Linked DNA regions of Sus scrofa: region 2 is linked to region 1. Evidence: chromatin contacts called from public Hi-C data. All regions are on one chromosome and are shown on one strand. The core of a region is the stretch at or near the end of the contact, and the rest is flanking DNA. Distances in the headings are between cores, read along the strand shown.

Region 1 (6,932 bases), core at 2,875-5,374:
ACAGACCAATTAAGTTCCATTCATTTATGTATAATTATGCCGATTAACTATGCCGATTAACACTCTGGACAGCTATGACAACATAGCTCACTGTATAAGCTCATTATATAAAAAGTATGACAGAGGTGTTATTTTCACAAAGGTTAAATAAAGAGGTTATCCTGCGCCACAAAAGCGAAAGAATGCTTCAAGACCATCTAACCATCTTTCTCATTCCCACTGCTCACCAAAAACCATGAAATACATTCTCTGTTTTCCTTACCAAAAAAAAAAAAAATTTGTAAAGATATATAATACAAAGGCTACAAAGGGATATCCAACTATTAATCACCAAGAGGAATCAGCAGTTTAGAAGTTTTTTAACTCTAAGAATAATATGGTTCTACATTAGTTCCGTGTATGTTTTAAAATGTCAACAGCCATTATGTCCTGCAAATAAATACATTTGATTGCCATTATGTTTCCTACAAAAATGAAGGCAGAAGGAATTAAATTGAAACATTCAAAAGTATGAAGAAATTCTTTTTAAAACATTTTGCCATACATTTATAGAAAGGCTGAGAAAAATTGCTGATAAGGCAATTCAGAGCAAACAGTAATCATAAATGTCATTTCCAAAACACCTTTAGTTTATATACTAAGTTTGCTGCCACGTTTTATATATGATGTACTGAAATGCCTACTCAACAGAACTCTTGGGCAAATATTTGAAGGGACAAATATTTTAATTTGAATGAAACCAGGAATGTGAACAGAGAACTGCTTTGTGCAGCTGCACTGCACATTTTTTTAAATACCAAAGTCTACTTTAAAAAAAAAAAAATCAAAGGGAACAAAACCTGAAAGGAACTTTGGCACTTAACATCTAATTAAGCAACTTCTTTTCCAAAACTGCATTAAGTAATCATTATTCTCTTCTCTCCAGATACCCTGAATGGTGGCTACATTAGTAATACCAGAAAGATACATTTTAAAACATCAGACAGTTCCTAGGAAAACAGTTTTCTGTCCTCCAAACAGAGCAGAAGTCCAAGTCTAATGACATCTCAAACCACGTAGTTAAGTGGAAAAATAAGTAAGAAAGAAAGAAATCTACGAGAGAAATCTACACTTCAATAAATGCGCAAAGGTCAAGAAGAAAACATTTAAATGTCTGCAATAAACCCAAACTGACAATTGCAACCATCAGAAAGATGAAGGGAGAGGAGTCTGAGGTTAAATACTTCGGTCCACAAACTGCAACTGCACTCTGGTCGTGTCAAACTACAATACTGAGATTTATTATTCGGGTGTTAACACCGGGGCCTCAGCTCTCCCCTCCCCCACTCCTCTAGTCCGCTGCCATCATACCAGACGTGCTTTCCTCATTCTTGGAGTACGTGCTGTTTTATTGGGCTGGAAAAGAGCTCTTGAAATTGTCCAGCCAGGAAAATGTGTAAGTGGGAAGAGGAGTGGAGGGCGCTGCAGGTATGATCCAAATACATAAACCCGCAGGGGCACTTAAGAGCATGAAATGAGTCGGTCTGCACCCAAGGGACGGTCTTGACTTTCTTAATTACAAAAAAAAAATAATAATCACAGTGAAAGAGTCTCAAGTAACTGTAAAAACGATTAACGATTTGGATCCTGCTATTTCTTAGTTTTCATTTTCAGATAGTTTTAGAGAAAAACCCCCATCAGCCACACAGGTATCGAGTGAGCACAGAGGTTCGGCTGAACCTTGAAAGGAGAGGAGCACGAGGGGTCCGAGGGACCCGCCCCTCCATTTTATGTGTTTATCCCATAAGCTCCCCCTCATTTTATCTCACATGCTCCCCTCATTTTGCGTGTTCATCCCACAAGCCCCCCTCACTTTGCCCGCTTATCTCACAAGCCCACTCCTCACTTTACGTGTTGCTCTCACAAGCTCCCCGCTCACTGTGCGTGTTTATCTCACAAGACCCCCTCCTTATTCTGCCCATCCACCTCTCACCCACCCCAGCCCACTCCACCTCCAGAACCTCAGCACCCTCCCGCGAGCCCGGGGCGCCAGAGGAAGTGCCCGCCCCCCAGCAGGAGCCGTGCCGTCCTCGCCGCCCACTGGCTGTGGAGGCCGTCAGTCTTCGGGGGCGTGGCCTCCCGCTCGAGGGCGGTATCTCCAGCCGAGAGTCCCAGAGGGTCCCAGGCCGCTCCAGACCCTGGGAAAGCAACTAGCCCTTCACTAGGGGTGCCTTTGCCTTCTAATTTCGCGCCCTCCTCTCGCCGTCCCCATACAGTTTCTGCCCCTTTCACTCCTCCGAGAGGTAAAATTTTTCCAAGTTCCAACATCTCTCCCCCACTCCAGCAAACTCCGACCCGGTCCAAGGCCAAACTGGGGATGCTGCGGTTTTAAGGAGCGATGCAAGCTGTGGACTGGATCTTCTCGAGGGTAGCAAAGGATTCCTTCCTCTGGAAATGAAATCGCTTACGTTTTATGTTAACCATTTTGGGTGCACTGGCCTTCATCAAGTGTTACAGCCAAGAATACCTGGCATCTATTCGGCAAGAACTGCCACAAAGCATTACAGTTAAGTGTTATCTCTTGCTTCACCGTTTTCCGTGTTTGCTTGTCCCAAACGTACCACCAAGTTTTTGAGTGAAAGTACTATGCCATTCTTTGACCACACCCGCAGCAGCTCTTGCTCCTGAACGGAACAGACTGAACACAAGCACATCCTGTACTTTATTCTGTATTCTTTATTATGCGACCTGGCGAGACACTTTGCTGTATCCTGCAGAGAGTGTGCTTACTTTTTGAAACTGCAAATTCCTTGGAGGGATTAGAAACAGTGGTTGTAATTACGACAAGAACACAGAGCTCTACCAACTGTGGGTATTTGCTTGCTTCAACTGCATCCTTATGATCAATAGCCTCAAAGATGGGGAAAAACGATTTCATTTCTGCAATATATTTCTAACTTTCAGTTCCATCACCAACACTGCTTCAGGAAGAAAGCGTAGCTTACCGTAAAATAGGTATATTTTTAGTATCCATCCCTAACAAAGACTACAGCTGTGCGGGAACAAGATTCATCTGTTTAACACATCATCTCCCAAGGCCTACAGGGTAAAGGAAAGAGGTAACAGGGTTTCTTGGGACCTCACTGCAGCATCTCTCTTCTAGATCGTGTTTTCTTCCTGGCGCTGACCCGAGGCCATATGGTCTCCACACTTTTCTTTTTTCTTGACGCTCCCCTTCATCTCCCTGGCTTTGGCCTCAAGGTTCAAGTTTTTTCTTTTCCATTGCCACTATCACCACCCATGTTCACTATTGCCTTGCAAATCCTTCTCTCTGGCGTTTCCTAATCTTAACAGAGGCCCACTAAAGCTCCTTCTCCCAACAGGTCGGTTACACTCCCCGCACTTCTCAAACCCTGTCTGCAGGGCTCCCACCACCCACTTCTCCCCAGACCTTGGCTCTGCCCAGTCCGGCTCGACTGAAACCTGACATCTGGACACAACCAATCCGCGCCGAATAAGTAACCGAGGCGGCCAATGAGCGTGCGCCTGGAGGCGCGAGGCGGGACTTCGCCAAGTTCCTCGGGTCCTGAAACCGAGACCTGTTGCGCCGCCGCCGCCGCGGCCGCGGAGTTTCTTAGTTACCGTGGCGGCCTCAGCGGCCAGAGCCGTACTGCGCACGAGGCTCCCGCCGCCGCCCACGACCGGACCGAAGCCCCCACCGGCTCGGCCGCGCGCCCCGCAGAGCCCTCCTCCACCCCGGCGGGGTCCCCAGGCCGCAGTGCGCGGGCCCGACCTCCCTTCCCCGCCCGGCTCCCGCAGGCGACCCCACCGGGCGGGGCCCCGGCCGGCGCGCCCAAGACCCCAGCAGCGACTCACCAGGAAGAGGAGAGCTTTCCGTTCTCCCGCCCGCGAGGGACCCCGGGCGGCCGGGCGGCTCGGCCGGGCGGCGCCGCGGACAGGCCCGCTGGGCCGGGGGCTGTGGCTGCGAGGCCCGGAGCGCTGGCCACCTCCCGCCGCGCCGCCCCCGCGGACGCTGCAGGCGCGGGCACCCACCCTGCGCACGGCGAGGTGCGTCCTGAGCGCGAGCCTAGCGGCGGCCCATCCTCCCACGACTCCCGCTCCTCCTCCGCGGGCCGCCGCTGTCAGGAGTGTAAACATCCCGGCATCCCCGAGGAGGGGGCGGGGCACGCGCCAGCCACGCCCTTCCCTGGGCCCCGCCCCCCAGCCCGGCTCTGGCCGCCGCTGCGCTCCCGCTGCCCGCTGGCCTCTGCGGAATGAGCCCCCCGCTTCCCGGCTGGAGCCCAGGCGGCTCTGGGGGAGCCCCTCCTATCGTCTGGCCAGTGCCTTGCAGGGCGCGTCCAGCCCTATTCCCCTCTTTCGGGCCAACTTCCCTCCCAACTGGGGGTCTGTTGCTTTTTTGAAAACTATGTTTAAATGCCCCCTTCTGCAAGCAATGAGCGGAATTGGCAACCTCGCTTTCTCCTGGATCACAGCGTTTTGATTCCGTCTTTTCCTAGGCGGTGAAACTACGTCCGTGCTAAGAAAAACTTGCGTTAAAGTAAGAGACGCAGCCTAGAGGAGTAGCTTTTAGGGCCATTCTGAAAGGAGAGCTACCTGGTTTGGTCATAGGATTCTTGGGAGGGGGGCAGGAATTATATCCCAGAACTCTAGTACACCGCCCTGCAAAAGGAATGCTTCACTCTTTTAATATCCGGAGACGCGCTACCAGAGGACAGGGCTAGGAGGTAGTATGGAGTCAACCACACCTTGATTCTAATCTCAGTTTAGGGGTTATTTTTACATTCATCTCTCCCAAGCCTCAGTCCCTTTAGCTGTAAAAGGAGAACAGTAATAATACCTGTCTCTCAGACTATGCTAGCATCAAATTAGATAAAGCAAAATGCTTAAGGACAACATCCTTAAGTAAGTGCTTATTGAGTAGTTGCTGTTAGTCCTAGGTTCAGTTCACTAGTTTGGCTCTCCTGTCCAAGGGATGGGAGCCAAGAATGAGTAGATTATAGCTCAAATGCTTAAACTATTCAAGCTATGGAATTAAGATTTCAAAGGTTTATTTTCGAAAGACGATAATTCAAGATGTCAATAGCAGCTGTTGATTTCAGTGACTAATAAAGTATTCATAAATTTGCTAGGCACTGTTCTAAGGAACAAAGATAAAACAGGTACCAAGATACAAAGTCCCTGCTCTCATGAACCTCATATTGTAGAAAATAATAATGATAACAAGCCAATGAAGGCATATTATGTCAAATGGTGATTCACTCAAAAATAAAGCAGGGTATGAAGGGAGAGCCATGGGCGAGGTGACCAAATCCGACTTGGTTTTGTGGAGAATAACTCCGCTGTGGAGAACAGACCACAAGGTAGGAACTACTAAAACAGTTAAAAGACCATTGTAACAGCCAAGTAAAAGATATTGATGATTTCGACCGTGGTGCTAACAGCAGAGGTGGTAAGAACGGTCAGGTGCCAGATAGATTTCTAAGATACAGCCAATAGATTGAATATGGGGGTAAGAAAGTAGACAAGGATGAAACCAATGAAGTTGTCATTTGAACCAGGTCGCTCTGTCAGGTCACACCAAATCAAAAGCAGTCAAATAAGAACCATGTCACTTGAGTCCTACACAGGCACACCTGGCAGGAAAAATAACCAGATATTCCCAGGATAAAGACATTTCATCCCGGTTAAATTTTTTAACCAACTTTTGTACCACCTTTTAGAAATGCATATAGATCCAATCAATAAAACAGTGCTATTTCAATAAACTACAGATTTCTAAACAGACCAGATATTTCGTTGGTAGAAGGAAAACATATATCCCTTATGAACACTGACGGATAGGGAAATGGATCAAAATGCACTCTGGGAGTGCCCATTGTGGAAACAAATCCGACTAGTATCCATAAGGATGTGGGTTGAATCCCTGGCCTCATCACTGGGTTAGGGATCCTGCATTGCTGTGGCTGTGGCTGTGGCTGTGGTGTAGGCCAGCCACTGCAGCTCCAATTCGACCTCTAACCTGGGAACTTGTATATGCCAAGGGTGTGAACCTAAAAAGCAAAAAGCAAAAAAAAAAAAAAAGGCACGCAGGAAGCCCTCAGAGTACCCTATCAGTGGCTATGTGATGTCCAGAGTATTGAAATCATCCCTGTGTGTCCCGTTTCTTCACATTAAAAGATTACAGGAGTTCCTATCATGGTTCAGTGGAAACAAATCTGACTAGCAGCCATGAGGACACAGGTTCAATACCTGGCCTTGCTCAGTGGATTAAGGATCAGGAGTTTCCATGAGTTGTGATATAGTTGGAAGATAGCTCAGATCTGGCATTGCCATGGCTGTGGCCTAGGCTGGCAGCTGCAGCTGCCATTCGACCTCTAGCCTGGCAACCTCCATATGCTGCAGGTGCGTCCCTAGAAAAGACAAAAAGACAAAAAGATTACAAAGCTATAGCTAAATCATACACAGCATTGCAGAAGTCGTGAAGGCTGTCCAAATCCAATGCACTTTCTCTTAGGACATTTTTTTCATTGAAGTATAGTTGATTTACAACATTGTGTCTCTCTAGGGCTTTTCCTCTTTGCCTCCATGCTGATGGGGAAAGTTGTCCACCTGCCCTGGGCTCCTGACCTGGGTCAAGTGCTCTGGCCAAAAAGCGTCCTCTGGTCCAGGGGTCGTCAGAGAAGAATCCAGCTTTAACTGCTTTTCTGTTTATTCATCTCCCCACCAAGCTTGCTCCAAAAATGCTGGCTTGCTCCTTGAAATGCACTAATTATAGTTTTTGTACATGCTACTTGGTGTTTATACCTAATTACCATGCAATACATACCATTAACTATCAGATTAACTTCGCTGCAAGTGGTATTTGACGATGACACTTGCAGTTTACAAAAGTCAGCATGTTTTGTTATTCATATAGCTCTGCTGGCCCCACA
Region 2 (6,932 bases), core at 1,751-4,250, 100 kb before region 1:
ATTTCCTGCTTAGGAGTGTTGTCAAATGTTTAATGTGCCTCTCACACCGTCCATATTCACCTTTCAGGAACAGACCTGATGATGAGGCGTGACAGTAATGGTTGTATGACCTTGAACAAGGCACTTAACCTTGCTGGGCCTTGGCTTCCCCATCACATTAAACAGAGTCAGAGATGATCTATGTGGTCCTTGCCCCTCTAAAATATATAACCTATGGTTTCATAATCAGAGTTACCAATAAAACACAAATAATAAATGCCTGGTTGGCACATTTTCACACCTCAGTATACTTAATTTTACCAGTATGTCCTGTCTTTTAAATCTCCAGCTAACAAAAACAAAGCAAAAATAACAACAATAATAATACCTCAGAGACCCCCATCAGTCCAGTTAAGACTATAAATGGTCTTCATCTGAGATGACAGGTAGGTAGAGCTCTTTGTCACAAATTTGTAATGAGGTCACACGCTTACCATCAGAAAGGAGCTTCCTAAACCTCTCTATAATTACCATGCATTTTGATAAGACTACATTTTGCAGTGTTTTTTTTTTTTTTTCAAGAACCAAATGCACAGAGATTGGGTGATGGAAGAGACAGGATGCCTCTGAAAGTGTCACTGACAGTTCTAAGTGTGATTTTTCTTCTCTGTCAACCTTTCTATGGAAACATTTTTCTCCTAAAGGTATAAGAAGGTCTCAACAAACTCAACTGTACAAGTACTTGCTAGACACAATTTCCGGAATTACATAAATGTGCACAGTAGTTATGTATCAATTCGACTTTGGGTAATACTAATTTACAATGTGTGAGATCTTCACTCTTGGCACTTTGAACAATCTTGAGGTATCTTAAGTTGCTTTAGAAGATATAAGCAGGGAGTTCCTGTCATGGCTCAGTGGTTAACGAATCTGACTAGGATCCATGAGGATGTGGGTTCGATCCCTGGCCTCACTCAGTGGGTTGAGGATCCAGAGTTGGCATGAGCTGTGGTGTAGGTTGAGGACGTGGCTCAGATCTGGAGTGGCTGTGGTATAGGCTGGCAGCTGTAGCTCTGATTCAACCCCTAGCCTGGGAACTTCCTTATGCCATGTGTGTGGCCCTTAAAAAAAAAAAAAAAAAAAGAAAGAAAGAAAGATGTAAATAGGATAGGCCTGGCAGCCAGGAAAGGACTAGAAATATTTTCCAGCCAAGCTCTCTAGTCTTTTCCCTTTCCTGCAATGTTGGAAAAGCTGCTAAGAGAACATAGCTATTTCTATTACAATTTAATAGACTATCAATGTAATCTCTTTGTTCCCCAAAGTCAAAACTGTATAGGTTAATGATGGAAGTGAACAATATATTTTCTCTTATGACAGAAAATGTGAAATAGATAAAGATTTTTTTTTTTTTCTGAGCACTTAATCTTGGGGAGGGAAGAAAACATCATTCAGCAAACGAGAAAAATAAGCTCCCATAAACTCACAATGCTCTCCACCCCCCAAAAAAAATTGCCTTCTGAATGGTGGTACATCAACATCAAGGAAACTGGATTTTTTAAAAATCAATGAAAATATATGAATACATCAGAATTTCTACAATGAATGAGGCTTGCATTGCTGCCATGTGGATAATTCTTAAGAGAAGCTTCCATGTTCCTAAAACCGATGGCAAAATACCTGGAAATACTTAGGGTGTCTTGTCTGCTGCATGAGAGACAGAGAAGGGGAGACAACAAAGCAGAAAGTCAATCTTCAGGAAGACAGAAGGTCATGGAGATAAACAGGAACATTCGCCTCTTTAATGAGTTCTTTCTGGTTACGTTCAACCGGACAAGAACAAGATAGTGAGAAAGATATTTCAAGATTCTTGTAGGACGAGGAAAACAGCTGAACAATAATGAGACAGTAAAAATCTCTCCATAGAAATCGGAATGAAAAAACTGGGACAGGAAACTGTACCTCTTCTTTCCACTTAACTGCCTACAGGTACCAGAACCACTGCTCGGGGTGGTAAGTGGTTTATAAAAGGCAGCTTCCAGTCAATATTACCTTCAGATGTAAGCAGCCCAAAGTCCCCTGAAATTATCTTAATTTTTCCCAGGTCGATGCAGTTAAAAATGTATACACCACTTTTTCATTATGCTCAGAGAGTTACACAATGGTCATTATGATACATAATATTCAATGTATTACAATCCCTAAGTTCAGGAATTCCCAGGTGGTGCAGCGGGTTAAGGATCTGCTATTGTTGCTGCCGTGGCACAGGTTTGATCCCTGGTCTGGTAACTGCCACATGCTTCGGGTGCAGAAATCAATCAATCAATCAATCAACCAAACCCCTAAGTTCAATACTACTTCACTATGAAACATTTTAGTGAGCAAGTGGTATTGACTTGGTAACACTGTTTTTATACAAAGAAATGTATCTAACACACCTACACATACATACCTTATGGACAGAGATCTGTATGGTATCTGTATGTGCCTTCACACATGTGAAGGCACCTATGTGTATCATCTCCACACAGTACCATACGTGGTAACCTCAAGACTTCGGAATAATTCTACAGTCATATTGAAGACAGATGACTGCCTCATACAAGAGAGTCAGCAGGAGACAGACCGCATTTGGAATCACTGGCAATTCTCCCCGTGGCCTGGCTTGGGAGACGCCAGATGCTGAAATGCAGTGTCTGTACCCTGGTAAACCATAAATCAGAGTCAGCAAAGATAGATGGTGCTGCTGGGAAGATGTTATTGCTTTAAGGATCCAAAGGTCAAGAGAGTAAAAGACATTTCAAAGTGATTTTATGTCCAAGAGAGCCTCTAAATTTGGGTAAGTACAAATAAAAATATGCGTGCAGCAGTTGTTTAAAAAAAAAAAAAAAGAAATTACCAAGAAAGTGAACCTATTTGAAGGTATTCATTATCTCCAAAACCCTGCTGATGTTCTCGCTGACTTATCAAAGCCTGTGGTGAGCAGAATCCTGAGACATAACCTCAGCCCTCAACATTCTCAAGTCCTGGCACCACTCCCTCCCCATAGTGTGAGCTGGGCTGTGAGTGCAATGAACTCTCTCCCCATATTATGTTATCTTTGTGGCAGGAAGGATTTCGCAGATGTAATTACAGTTCTAAATCAGCTGCTTTTGAGTTAATCAACAGGGAGGTTATCCTAAGTGGGCCTGACCGAATCAGGTTAAACCCTTCAAAGACTCAGAGAGATTCAAAGCCAGAGACTCTCCTGCTGGCCCTAACAGGGCAAACTGCCAGGCCACAGAGAGGGCCACAGGCAGGGGACAGCAAGGCCTCAAGGACCCACGGGTGGCTTCCAGTTGACTACCAGGAAGACAGGAGGGACTTGAGTCACACAACCGCAAGGAACTGAATTCTCCCAACAACCGGGAACAGGGGAGAAAACCCTAAACCCCAGCTGGCACCCTGAGTTCAGTTTCTAAGACCTCCAGCAGAACCCCCTACCAGAGTGTGAGCTCACCAACTCAAAAACTGGGAGAGCATTAAGTTTGTGTTCTTTTAAGCTGCTAGGTTTGTGGTAATTAGCAATAAAAAAAAAACAAAGTTCATTCCTAAACACAGTAAACTTTTAAAACTCTGCCATTAAAGTCCAGGAAGGAGAGAATGACTTAGTCAAGAAGAATCAGTCTCCAGAGGGGCAGTAAGAAATGCTAAAATTTATATGGAGCCACAAGAGACCCCAAATAGCCAAAGCAATCCTGAGAAAGAAGAACAAAGCAGGAGGCATCACAGCTACCTTGTAAAGCAACAGTCATCAAAACAGTATGGTACATAAATCAATGAAATGGAATCAAGAGCCCAGAAAAAAACCCAATTATTAACAGTCAACTCATGTTTGACAAGGGTGCTAAGAATACTCAATGGAGAAAGATGGCCTCTTCAATAAATGGTGCTGAGAAAACCAGACATTCAATATAAAAGAACAAAACTAAATCTTTATCTTACATCACTCCCCAAATTTAACTTGAAATAAATTAAAGATTTAAATGAGAGACCTACAAATATAAAACTTCTAGAAGAAAACATAGGAAAATGCTCCTTGATGTGGGTCTTGGCACTGATGTTTTTGGATATGACACCCAAAGCTAGGCAATAAAATAAAAATTAAACAAGTATGACTACACCAAACTAAAGAGCTTCTGCATAGCAAAAGAACAACATGAAGAAAAAAAAAAAACCTTCACAATGTTTTAAAATAATGTTTATAAATAATATATCTGATGAGGGGTTAATATCCAAAGTATATAAAGAACTCATACAATTTAATAGCACAAAAAAAAAATCTCAAATAACCCAATTAATAAACAGGCAAAAGACCTGAGTAGACATTTTTCCAAAAAAGATACATGAATAATCAACAGGAACATGAAAAGAAGCTCAGCATCATTAGTGAAATAACCAAAGCTCCTGTTTGTATATTTCTGAGATTAGTCTATTATCGCCTCTGCACTGTCTCAACCACCAAATATGTTTCTTAGCCACAAAAAGTGAAATAAACAGGCACACTACAAAATGGAACATGCCCTGGTCCACTTTTGGTACAGTAAAGAGAATATATAGCATATATATCAGAATTTGATAAACTGTAATCCAATGTTTTGGAAGAGTCTTCTCCTTTAAAATTCTGATTACTGGGGAAGAAGGAAATATATGATGAAAAATTCTGGATTTCCTTTTATCCTAAAACTCGTCTGGGAAGTATTTCATCTGACCACAGCCTCAGGTATTCCTCTGTCACTAATTAGAGAAATACTGAATATTTCAACTATAAATTACTTAATTGTATTTGTCAGCCCGCTCTAAATCCATTAATTATTTACTTGTAAAAATCTTTGATGCAATGCTATCCAGAGGTTCATTTCTGGAATACAGACCAGGAGCTAAATTTCCTCTTCTACCCCAATTAAGCTGAAGAGTTGAGACAGTGAAACATACTGTTGTGATGCACAGCGATTTATAATATCACTCACTATAGAGAAATAAACCATGTTCCTTACAACTCAAGGATCTACTGCTGTCCTTTACAAAGCATTAAGTCACCATCTTGTTCCTTCATAAAACAAGTTCCCATGATTTTTTCGTCCTGTAGCCTCTTCTATAAAGAATGGCTTATAACAAAATTAGAGTGTTTAGAAAACACTTTTAGAATTTCTTAGGGCAACACCCCCCCTCCCAACCTTCCTGAATCAGGATGCTTTCTCCTGTCATGTCACCGTAGTGACTCCTGGTAGGAGCGCAGTAGTGTGAAACAGTGGGAACTGTGTGACATTAAGTCACCACCCACGCCGACTGGGGCCTCCTGGAAGAGGAGGGTGGCAGGGGTGAAGAAAGTTACTTTGATACATACACAGCTCCACTTATTTCCTGAGTGACTATCAGCCAGGTCCTCCCGAGGGAAAGAAGGCACTGTGGCTGCACTCGGCAGGGCTCTGGGTCACACGGGAAATCCAGACATCAGGAAAAGAATCCCACCAACAAATGCACAATCCCATTATGCAGCACGATGTCAGACGAGTGCATCAAAGGTACCCACAGCATAAAGCGGCCTGAGGTCAAAGGCGTCCTGAGAAAGCAAAGCCATGTGTGAGGGGAGGGCTGAGTCCCAGCCCAGCTGGGGGGCAGAGCTCTGGCGGTGGACCTGGGCCCCGAGCATGCGCGGATCACCTCTCTGTGCAGCGCTCAGCTGGGCACTGGGGACATTACTGGGGACGTGAGGACACCCACAAGCGAGGGCTCCTCCTGGGCCGAGGGCGTGCACTTTCTTAAATCTCTGCACACACCTTTACCTTAACAGGAAGCTCAGGAGGGTTTGCAAGCAGAGGGTTTGGTTTTGTTTTGTTTTCCTTCTCCCTTCTCCTCTCTCTTAGAAACGGATGCAGAAGCAGACTTGCGGGTAGGTCCTGGGAGCTGGGAGGTGAGTTAAAAAGCTCTGGGGGTTCCAGGGAAGAGATGGCAGCCCCTCCCACTGCAGGGAGAGAAAGGGACTGGCCTGGGTGGAAAGAAAGTAAGCAGAACACGCGACAGACTGAAAACGAGGAAAGGGACACAGGATGTCCAGGAAGAGCCCTGGTACCCGCAGCCCCACCTCAGGGTCTGGGCGGGCAGCGGAGAGGCCTCGGTGCCTCGAAGTGGGACGGGGCGGGGCGTCGGAGGCGCTCGGGTTCAAGCAGCTCTGCACTGAAGATGAGAACCTGCATCTCTTTAAGAGGCTGGACAGTAACTGAATCCACAGATACCAAGATCCACTGGGAAAAGAGTAGAAGGCAAAACACAAAAAAAGTCTTCTGAAACTTTCAAAACTCCACCATTAAAGGCCAAGAGAATGAGAATGAATGACTCAGTCAAGAAGAATCAGCTTGAGGGGCGGGGGCAGGAAGAAAACCGGGCCCTGTGGGACTCAGTCAGCAGCAAGGGAGTCCTTTAAGGAGGGGGGTGGGCAAAGCAGAGGCGAACGTGGCTGGAGATCCAGCAGAAGCAGACTGGGCAGGTCCATTGGGCCTACTGGCATAGGGCACTAAGGAGCCACGTCCTGGGGGTCTGAAGCGAGGCAGGAGTGAGTGACTGACTGTGGAGACAAACAGAACACCAGGGGCAGCGGCGGAAGGACAAGCCAGGCCAAGGCGGGGTGATGGGACTGAAATCGGTAGTGCCTCCATTACCTTATTTAGAGAAGCAAGAGCCCACCTCCAAACTCCTTCTGGTCCCTCTTTGATGCCATTTTTTTTCTCCGTGGTACCTAACAACTCTGCATCCTGCACTTGTCTATCCTTCTGTCTCCCCTCTGGAAGCTCATTCTTGGACAAAGCAACGGAGGAATGAAGGGGGTGGGGGTGTGCGAGTGCGTGCCTGTGCATCTAAGGTAACAGCAACCAAGCATGTTCAGATGATGACAAATGGGACAGAAGATGCCTGCAGGC

What was found. A called contact is a pair of places that touch in the nucleus more often than the background predicts.
Region 2: a contact with region 1 is called in a Hi-C map of skeletal muscle, with 4 times the contacts expected there. The contact joins the enhancer-like site here to the promoter of NEK7 in region 1. A contact is called at or near these places in 1 of 5 promoter capture datasets (liver), 6 of 47 Hi-C or Micro-C datasets (alveolar macrophages, embryonic fibroblasts, heart right ventricle and 2 more) and 2 of 2 datasets of contacts at active chromatin or transcription factors (alveolar macrophages and skeletal muscle).

The regions. Positions count from the first base shown.
Region 1 is chr10:20,963,852-20,970,783 of Sscrofa11.1, reverse strand. It overlaps NEK7 (serine/threonine-protein kinase Nek7), which reads right to left and starts at 4,124. Exons shown (of 10, transcript XM_005667989.3): 1 at 3,856-4,124.
Region 2 is chr10:21,066,164-21,073,095 of Sscrofa11.1, reverse strand. The region is part of intron 5 of NEK7 (serine/threonine-protein kinase Nek7); the gene reads right to left. Among named protein-coding and RNA genes, the nearest start is that of NEK7, 100 kb to the right of the region's middle. Within about 2 kb of position 3,000, at least 8 of the 83 cell types and tissues checked have an H3K27ac peak or open chromatin away from gene starts, as enhancers often do. A contact at or near this core is called in skeletal muscle, where this site is marked.